3 separate regions of the Hordeum vulgare genome follow, and all the other regions are linked to region 1. A link is a contact called in public Hi-C data. All regions are on one chromosome and are shown on one strand. The core of a region is the stretch at or near the end of the contact, and the rest is flanking DNA. Distances in the headings are between cores, read along the strand shown.

The links. A called contact is a pair of places that touch in the nucleus more often than the background predicts.
Region 2: a contact with region 1 is called in a Hi-C map of seedling, with 3 times the contacts expected there. The contact joins the promoter of LOC123427133 here to the promoter of LOC123427131 in region 1. A contact is called at or near these places in 4 of 6 Hi-C or Micro-C datasets (leaf and seedling) and 1 of 1 datasets of contacts at active chromatin or transcription factors (embryo).
Region 3: a contact with region 1 is called in a Hi-C map of leaf, with 2.7 times the contacts expected there. The contact joins the promoter of LOC123427135 here to the promoter of LOC123427131 in region 1. A contact is called at or near these places in 2 of 6 Hi-C or Micro-C datasets (leaf and seedling).

The regions. Positions count from the first base shown.
Region 1 is chr2H:545,052,828-545,055,527 of MorexV3_pseudomolecules_assembly, reverse strand. It overlaps LOC123427131 (O-fucosyltransferase 38), which reads left to right and starts at 1,390. Exons shown (of 12, transcript XM_045111093.1): 1 at 1,390-1,577; 2 at 2,256-2,331. The coding sequence starts at 1,407.
Region 2 is chr2H:545,182,864-545,185,563 of MorexV3_pseudomolecules_assembly, reverse strand. It overlaps LOC123427133 (S-adenosylmethionine decarboxylase proenzyme), which reads right to left and starts at 1,254. Exons shown (of 1, transcript XM_045111097.1): 1 at 1-1,254. The coding sequence starts at 1,068.
Region 3 is chr2H:545,211,952-545,214,651 of MorexV3_pseudomolecules_assembly, reverse strand. It overlaps LOC123427135 (peroxidase 46-like), which reads left to right and starts at 1,281. Exons shown (of 4, transcript XM_045111099.1): 1 at 1,281-2,276. The coding sequence starts at 1,536.

The DNA of each region.
Region 1 (2,700 bases), core at 141-2,640:
TCCATTGTAAAATTACCTTCGAATGCTAAGAAGCCAATTTAGATGCTGATAGACTAGCTAAGTTCTCGTACCCTCTGGATCAAGGGCGTCATGTTTGGTTGCTCCACCCTCATGATCCATTTTGTATCCCACTAAATGTGGACTTTGATCAATAAAGCTAGCTTTTCCCCTAAAAAATATATGGAAAAACATAGTCCATAAGCTAGTAATTTTCTTGGAAAGAGCAAGTGCATCTTCATAAGTCTGTCTTTCCTTGCATATTCTTCTTCCATATACCATACGAATCTTTAGCTATATCCAGACTGTGCTCATATGTGAATATATCCCGCTCAACGGGGACCTCAGCTTCCAAATTGCCCAGTGTACTACAAAATTACTTCAATCTTGACAAACTGCCTAAAATAATGACATGACAAAAAGAACCCAAGATGATACAAAGGACGATCCCCTTGATGACTCGAAACAAGGAAAGTTTCGCCAACCTTATTGCAACAAAATTGATCCATGCCACGTTTATTTATCAAAATCTCAACCCAACCTATTCCAGCAAAAGTTAGTTTTCAAAAAAAAAAAAAAAATTCCAGCAAAAGTTCATTCGTGCTTGCTTTCCCACCCTCAAACTAGAAACGTGGCTCACGTCCGCCTCTCCTCCCAATACATCGGCGCAAACCGAAGAAACAAGCAGTAAAATCCCCAAATTCCACCTCCACTGAACCCTCCACCCCGTGACAGTTTTAGAATATGCTATACAATGTACTACAATATTAGCGCAATTAAAAAATGCTTTGTACCATTAAAATAAAATGTATATTAAGTTTAAAAATGCTCACGTGTTTCAAAAACATGTTTGTGCATTTAAAAAAGTTTATATACTGTAAAGTAATGTGCGCCTAGTTTAAAAATTTGTTACATATAGTTGAAAAATATATCTCAATGCGTTGTTGGCAAATGATTAACATGTATTCCAAAACATATTCAAAAACATGTATCTAAAAATGTTAATCATGTATCTATAAAAAAGTTAAACATGTACAAAGAATGATTTATATGTGTACCAGAAATTTACAATGTCTATGAGAAAAAAAGGAATCAAAATATATTTTTTTACAAATGTTAATCGTGTATTTAAAAAATGCAAATTGGTATAAAAAATGTTACTGATATATACGGAAAATGTACAATGTGTATGAAAAAAGTAGACATGTGTTGAAAGAAAAATAAAAAAACCCCAAATAAAACCTGTGAAGAAACAAAGAAAATCAAAGAAACTCGAAGGAAAAAAGGAAAAAAATATAGCTACAGTACTGGGCCGATCCACAGAGCTACGGCTCGCTCACAATAAGCCATGTGCGTGTGTGGCAGTGGGCTCTCTGTCCCTCTCTGGCTCTCTCCCCAAAGCCCCGGCCATGGCGAGCCGCCGCGGAGCGCCTCCGCTGCCCCTCCGGCTCCGGCGGCTCCTCCGGTCGCCGATCTCTCGCTGCGCGTGCTTCATAGTCGCATTGACGGTGCTCCTTGTCGTCCTCTCTCTTCGCCAGATCGCCCGCGTCGACCTGCCCCGCCCGGACCTGCCCCACCAGGCCAGTTTCCTGATGCCCCCCCCCCCTTCACTTTTGTGTCTGTTTGTACTGTTTCCCCCGCTAGCTTGTGCGTTAGGCTTCGGTTTTCGATGCGATGCAGGTCTTGTTTGCACAAATTTCGCTAGGTATGTGTCGCTGGTAATTTCATCTCATTTCTTGTGATGCGTGATGCCTTTTGTGCAAAGTAGACCAGGATGAAGTGTTCAATTATTCTCCCTGTTGTTGAAACTAAAGGTTGGTCAAAACCAACTGTTGTAGTTAAGAGAAAGCAGTGCAGTTGCCAGAGAAACTATCTTGACATCCCGGGAGTGTTGAGCCAGTGAAGCTTGAGAATGGTGGATGATTTAATTGTCATACAGTTTGATGCCTGCCTATTTTCTTAATTAAAAGCTCAAATACCTGGTGGGAAGTGTATTTCTGATGACTTTGAATGCGTTGTTAAGAAATACAGTGCTGTCGTAATGCTCAGTATCCCCGTATAATTTCTATTTCTTGGATGCTTCTTGTATAACAACTTACCATACATACGCATTTGATAATGAGAAGACCTAGCTCTTAGAATTCCAAAATTACTTTGTGTGCTGGCCAGCTATTTTCTTTAAATGAAACTAATATTGACTCAGTGTGTAGTCATGGTACGTTGTTGGTTGCTGAACTGGAGTTGTAACTGATGTCCAGGTGCCGAATGAGCAGCTGTGGGGTTCTAATGGCTACGGTTATCATGCTTGTGTCACACCAACCCACAGATATATTGGTAATTTTTTTTCTTATGCAGCATTTTTTTCTTTTCAAAAATATGTGGTGATTCCTACTCTGTTTACTAAGTTGGGTTGCGCTAATTATTCGTAAATTCGCAAATGTTTGTTGCTGGTGATACGAAGCTGGAATTTGGTGGAAACTAGTATCGTCAACCAGGGTTGGTGGGGTTTTTCTGTCTACTAATGAAAGTATTACTTGACTATTTAGTGTCCAGTAGGTTTAAATGTGTTTTATTCATAGAGGATGTCTTCTCAACAATGCTGCAGTTTTATGAACCTCTTTTTTTTTTGAGTAAATAGTGTCTAATTGGAGCAACCTAATGTATATGACTACAATGGTGACATGGCTTAATTAGGATTCTGTA
Region 2 (2,700 bases), core at 5-2,504, 130 kb before region 1:
CTCGAAGCAGTGGAAGACGGACCTGGGCGACCCGGCGGAGACAGCAACCTCTTCATTCGCGGTAAAGCTCTGGTAGATGAGGACGCCCCCGCAGGGGAGCTCCTGCTCCACGATGTTGTTGCAGTCGTATGCCTCGGCGTCGAGCTTCTTGCCCCAGGTGGCGGCGTGGCCGCGGCCACCGAAGATGGTGACCGCCACAGAGAACTCTGAAGGGCCGAAGCACCGGAGAACCCTCTTGACGATGTCGCCGTAGACCAGGGCGGAGGCGTCCATGCCCTGGACCTCATAGCTCGCGTAGCTGAAGCCGTCCTCGGGGGTCACATGGATGGTGGAGAAGGCAGATCCGTTGATGGCGTTCATGGAGTAGCCGCAGGGCTCGAAGTCGAAGTCGCACACCTCCATCTCAGGGATGATGTTGGAGATACCAGAGAGCTTGGTCATCTCCTTGGCACAGGAGACGTGGCCATCAGCAGAAGTCTTGAAGAAGACAGAGGCCTTCTTCTTGTCAAGCCCAGTCATGCACATCTCCAGGGTGACCATGGGCTGCTCGGGTTGCTCAGTGGCATAGTAGATGTGCCACTTCTGGCCAGGCTTCGCTGGGTCGCCAATCACATAGGCATTGCCACCAGACTTCAGGTGGCCGAAGTAGCGGTTCAGGACATCAACCTCCTCAGAGAAGCTCCTGTGGGGAGCAGGCTGTGCGCCGGGGAAGATGAACATCCCACGGGAGTACTTCACGGCAGCAAGCGGCATGCACAGCTCCTCAGCTAGCTCAAGAATCCTTGGAATGGTGAGCAGAAGCATGGTAGTCCCACAGGTCTTGATCACAATCTTCTGAGAGTAGATAAACAGGCTCGACTCAGATAGCACATACGAGTCAAAGTCCTTGTTGGAGAGCTCGGACACAATGGTGCACCGTGCAAGATCAAGAACAGAGTCAATCTGGGCCCTAGAGAGGGCGCGCAGGCCACGACCATGAGGGTCAGCAAAGATTGATGCCTCGTTGAAGGTGATCTCGAGGCGCTTCTCGTAGCCCTCAAACCCGATCGCAGAGGTCGGGGCGGCCATTGTTGCAGTTTGAGTCAGAAAGCAGAGCAGAGAGGAACAGAGGGAGAGAGACTAGAGAACTGGTCGATTATCGTGAAGCAGCAAGCCAGAGAGATTGGTGGGAGAAAAGAGTCAGAATAAAATTGCATAAAAATCCTAAACTACGGGAAGGGGAAAGCCAAAAACGATATCAGGATGGCTTCTTCGCGCACTGCAGTATAAGAGAAGAAAATCGCATGGTTAGCAACAAATCTGGAGATAAATTGTTTGAACAGAAGTAACTAGACTTTGTGTTTCGTTCTCACGTTTGAATATGCAGCAGAAAACTTCTTTGCGCCTCCAGCTGGTCGAACGTCTTCAATGCTGTAGCCGAGGGGAGCTTCGTACATCAGGGAACTACTACTGCTAGACTTTTTGCCACCCTTTGACTCCATTAGAACATTCACTAACTGCAGAACGAGAGAAAAGAGGAGTTAGACAGAAGTTTCTAGCAAACTTTCATGGTTACATAACAGAAAAAGCGTTTCTATGCAAATATTTTCTTGTCGATATCAATTACTCCATGGTTAATAGTCACAGCCGGAACTGAATACTGGTAGAACATAACAGGCCAGGAATCATATTGAAAAATACAACCACGAACCTGTGTGCCAAGCAAAACTTAAGTGACTCTACGGGGGCAGATACGAGATTAAAATTATTTCTACACAATCTAATCCAACTGCAATTATCCATGATGCCAAGTTACGGTAAATTAAGCGTTCTACGCTGAACTTTAACTCCCCAAACATTCTAACGCCGAATCATAGCCTTTCCAGTAAAACAATAGTAACTACTAGGAGCAACCAATCTACAAAGGCATAGCTAAGATAATACATCCCAGATCCAGATGCAAACTACGACTACTACCAGAGATCAATTCTCCTAGAAACTAGCGGGCATGATCTGGTCAAAAGAGCACAACCACAGCGCACAAGAACCAAGACCTAGAAACCAGAAATCTACAGGCTAGCGCGGCACAATCAAGAGACGGAAAACATTCCGGGTTCGCCGAAGAAACTTACGGGTTCCTGGGAAAAATTGGTATGGTAACCCCTTCCCGAGCGCGCCCACTTGTTCCGGTTCCGATCTCAAGAATTCCCCCCTCTCCCGACACAGATCTCGAGCCCTCCCGACGAGTCCTTCTCTCTCTTTTCTTCTTCTTTTCTTATCTGGCTGCGGTGGCGGCGGCGAGGCGGTGGGGGGGTGGGAGGAAATTCTTGTGCGACGAGTTAGCGTGCGGCTGAGGGAGGAACCCTCGTCCCGGCCCGCTATTTATAGCCCCGCTTAGCGGAGGCGGGCTCCCGTGGCCGCCACGGAAGGACCCGGCCCGCGCGGAGGCCCGTGCGCCGGGGTGGACGCGCCGCGGGGCCCGCGACGGGGTGGGATTCGCGGCTGTGAGCGTACGTCCACGGTGCGCCGGGCGTAGGGGGGGGAGGGGGTCTTTGTTTCACGTGCTTCTGTGTGGTTCCGACGGTTTCTGCAGCGCGTTGGGATTGACAGCTGGGGCGCGTGGGATTCGCGGCTGCGGTGCCTCCGGCTCACGGTGGACCGGGCGCGGGGAGGCGTGTGGGGGTTGAGGTGCTTCTGTGAGGTTCGGACTGGTTCCTGGGG
Region 3 (2,700 bases), core at 32-2,531, 160 kb before region 1:
ATGGTAAGAAACGTCACATTTGAGTGGCGTTTGATAATAGAACTGCAACGCCACGGCTTATAACGTCTCAAAAAGATTAAACTGTAAAATCTTTTCAAACCGGATTTATTTTATGCACAATTTTAAATAATAGGTTAGAAAAGTGAAAAAATCCGTCGCACTCCCTCTGGGAACAGGTGAGGATTCACCGCTCGTCTTGTCCGCTAGCTTTTGCCGGCCACGCGTCTTTGCCCGGATCAGAACGCCTGCAGGCTTGCACGCAGGCAGCATGGCATGGCATGGCATAACACAATGCACAACAGCTCAGCGCTACACGTTCTTCCATCGAATCGTTCGTGCGTGTGTCGTCTCGGTCGCCGTCGCGCGCCAGTCCAACATACTATACCAGGCCACAGCTTTCTTTCAGAGGCATGTGAACGCGACCGGTTTTTCCAGGCCGCCAAAAATCCACAGGCCCGGGCCGGGCAAAGAAAACCTGTCCCCGCGGCGCTAGCGGTTGGCCGGCCGGCGGAGTAGCAGTAATAATAATAATAATAAGACGCTGACACACGAGGCCATCCAACAACGCGCGTTCCGTGCTGGTGCTGCGCAGCGAGTTTGAAAGCCCGGAATCGGAGAGCCCAAAAAGTCTCTGCCCCGGGGGCCCAGGGCCTGCATGCACTTGCAGCATTCGCAGATGGCATTTGACACTTGCCGCCGACCTCCTCCTCCTCCCCCAACCAACACCGGCACGCAACTAAATGCCGGCATCAATGGCAGAAGCCAGAGCTCCCCAGTTACTACGGCACACCAATCACCCGCCAAGCTCACCCCCCACCCCCTGGGCAGAACAGGCCACGCATTGCATGCGGTAAAAAGGTGATAGAAACGACGCCGAGAGAGAGAGAGAGGATAGAGAGCGAGAGAGCGTGGCAACTGGCGGCAACGGCAGAGCCGAGCCGAGCAGCGCGGCGTACGTGGCGTGAGAGCATTCATTCCGGCACCGGCTCGCGGCGGGCGGGGGGCGGGAGAACATCCGTCCATCCAGCGGCTTAATTAAATGACACCGTCACGAAACGACACGATACATCAACAAAAAATTACAATTCAATGAAACGAGATGATGGCTTTGTAGCAGTAGTAATAGTGGTACGGCGGGACGGGATTAAGCGGGCACCGGAGGGGAGCATGGTCGTATGTATGCGCCATGGCCATGCGGCGTGTCGCAAGCTGGCGTACACGAACACAGTGTAGCGTTGCGTTGGCCTGGCAAAAGGCTTTAATAGATGGAGAGAGCAAACGGGGCTACGCGTCGGGTAGTACGCAGCCGCTGCACTACCGCCCCTTTGCTCGGCGCCAAGAACAGTGGCGACGCGCTGCTCGCTTTGGTAGATTCTCCCTCCCGGCCAGCCAGCGCCATTGTTTCCTTGCGGCTAGCGCGCGCTCTCTCTCTCTTTCTCTCGCTCTCGCCAGCTAGCTGGTTCCCACCGCCGCGCTCGCTCGCCGGGTGATAGGCTCGTGAGGAAAGCGAGCTGGCTCACGGGTTCCATTCCGTGATGGATCGGTGCCGGAGGCGGCAATGGGGCGTCGCTTGCTCCGCGCTGCTCCTGTCGGCGCTGCTCGCGGCCGCCTCCGCGCAGTCGCCGTCACCGGCGCGGGCGCCCAACCCGGCACCGTCTCTTCCCGCGGCGCCGCGGCCGGCTCCTAGGCCGTCGTCCCCGGCCGTGCCGGCTCCCAAGCCATCGTCTCCCCCTGCCGCGTCGCCGGCGCCGAAGCAGACACCCGGCCCTTCGGCTTCGCCGGTGCCGAAGCCGCCGGCCCCACGCGCGCCGGCGCAGGCGCCAAACCCATCGTCTCCAGCCGCACCCGCGGCGTCACCGGTTCCAAGGCCGCCCACTCCACGTGCGCCGGCGCAGGCCCCACCACCACCAGCGTCACCTCCACCCCCGGCGCCAACGGCACCAAAGCCTTCACCTCCATCCCCGGCCCCAGCGGGACCAAAGCCTTCACCTGTGGCCCCGGCGCCGGCTCAGAAGCCGTCTCCTCCCACGACGACTACACCACCACCACCACCACAAAAACCGTCTGCACCTCCGACTCCACCACCGGCTCCGACGCAGCCTCCGGCGAACCCTTCCCCGTCAACGCCCTCATTGGCTCTGTCGCCCAGCTTCTACGCCGCCTCCTGCCCGAGCGTGGAGCTGGCGGTGAGCGATGTCGTCAGGTCGGCCTCCACCTTGGACTCCAGCATCCCCGGCAAGCTTCTCAGGATGGTCTTCCATGACTGCTTCGTAGAGGTATGGATTGGCAATAATACTGTAATATATTTTTTACTCGTCTTGCATTTGGGCGATGTGTTTTACTAGCACTGCAGCCATGCATTGGAGTTCAGTACATGCAAACAAATGCATTGCTCGTATTCTTGTTTTGATGTAATTTCACATGTCCATGTTCTAGATCTAGGCCTCAATCAATCGAGTTGGTCTTCCAGAAAATCATCATGTGTGTGATGTCATTGGGGCATTGCCTCGTCAGTTCTTACTATCTCGAGCAATTGTGATATTTGGCATGACAATGATCTTTCACCCTTTTAGTAAGAGAATTTGCTTCCCCCCTTCCCATAGTGGCCAAAGTGAATGGTTATCTCATACCTGCTGCGTCCTTTAGTTAGTAATAACACATAATGCATGTTCAAAACATTCATTCATCGGAATGGTCTAG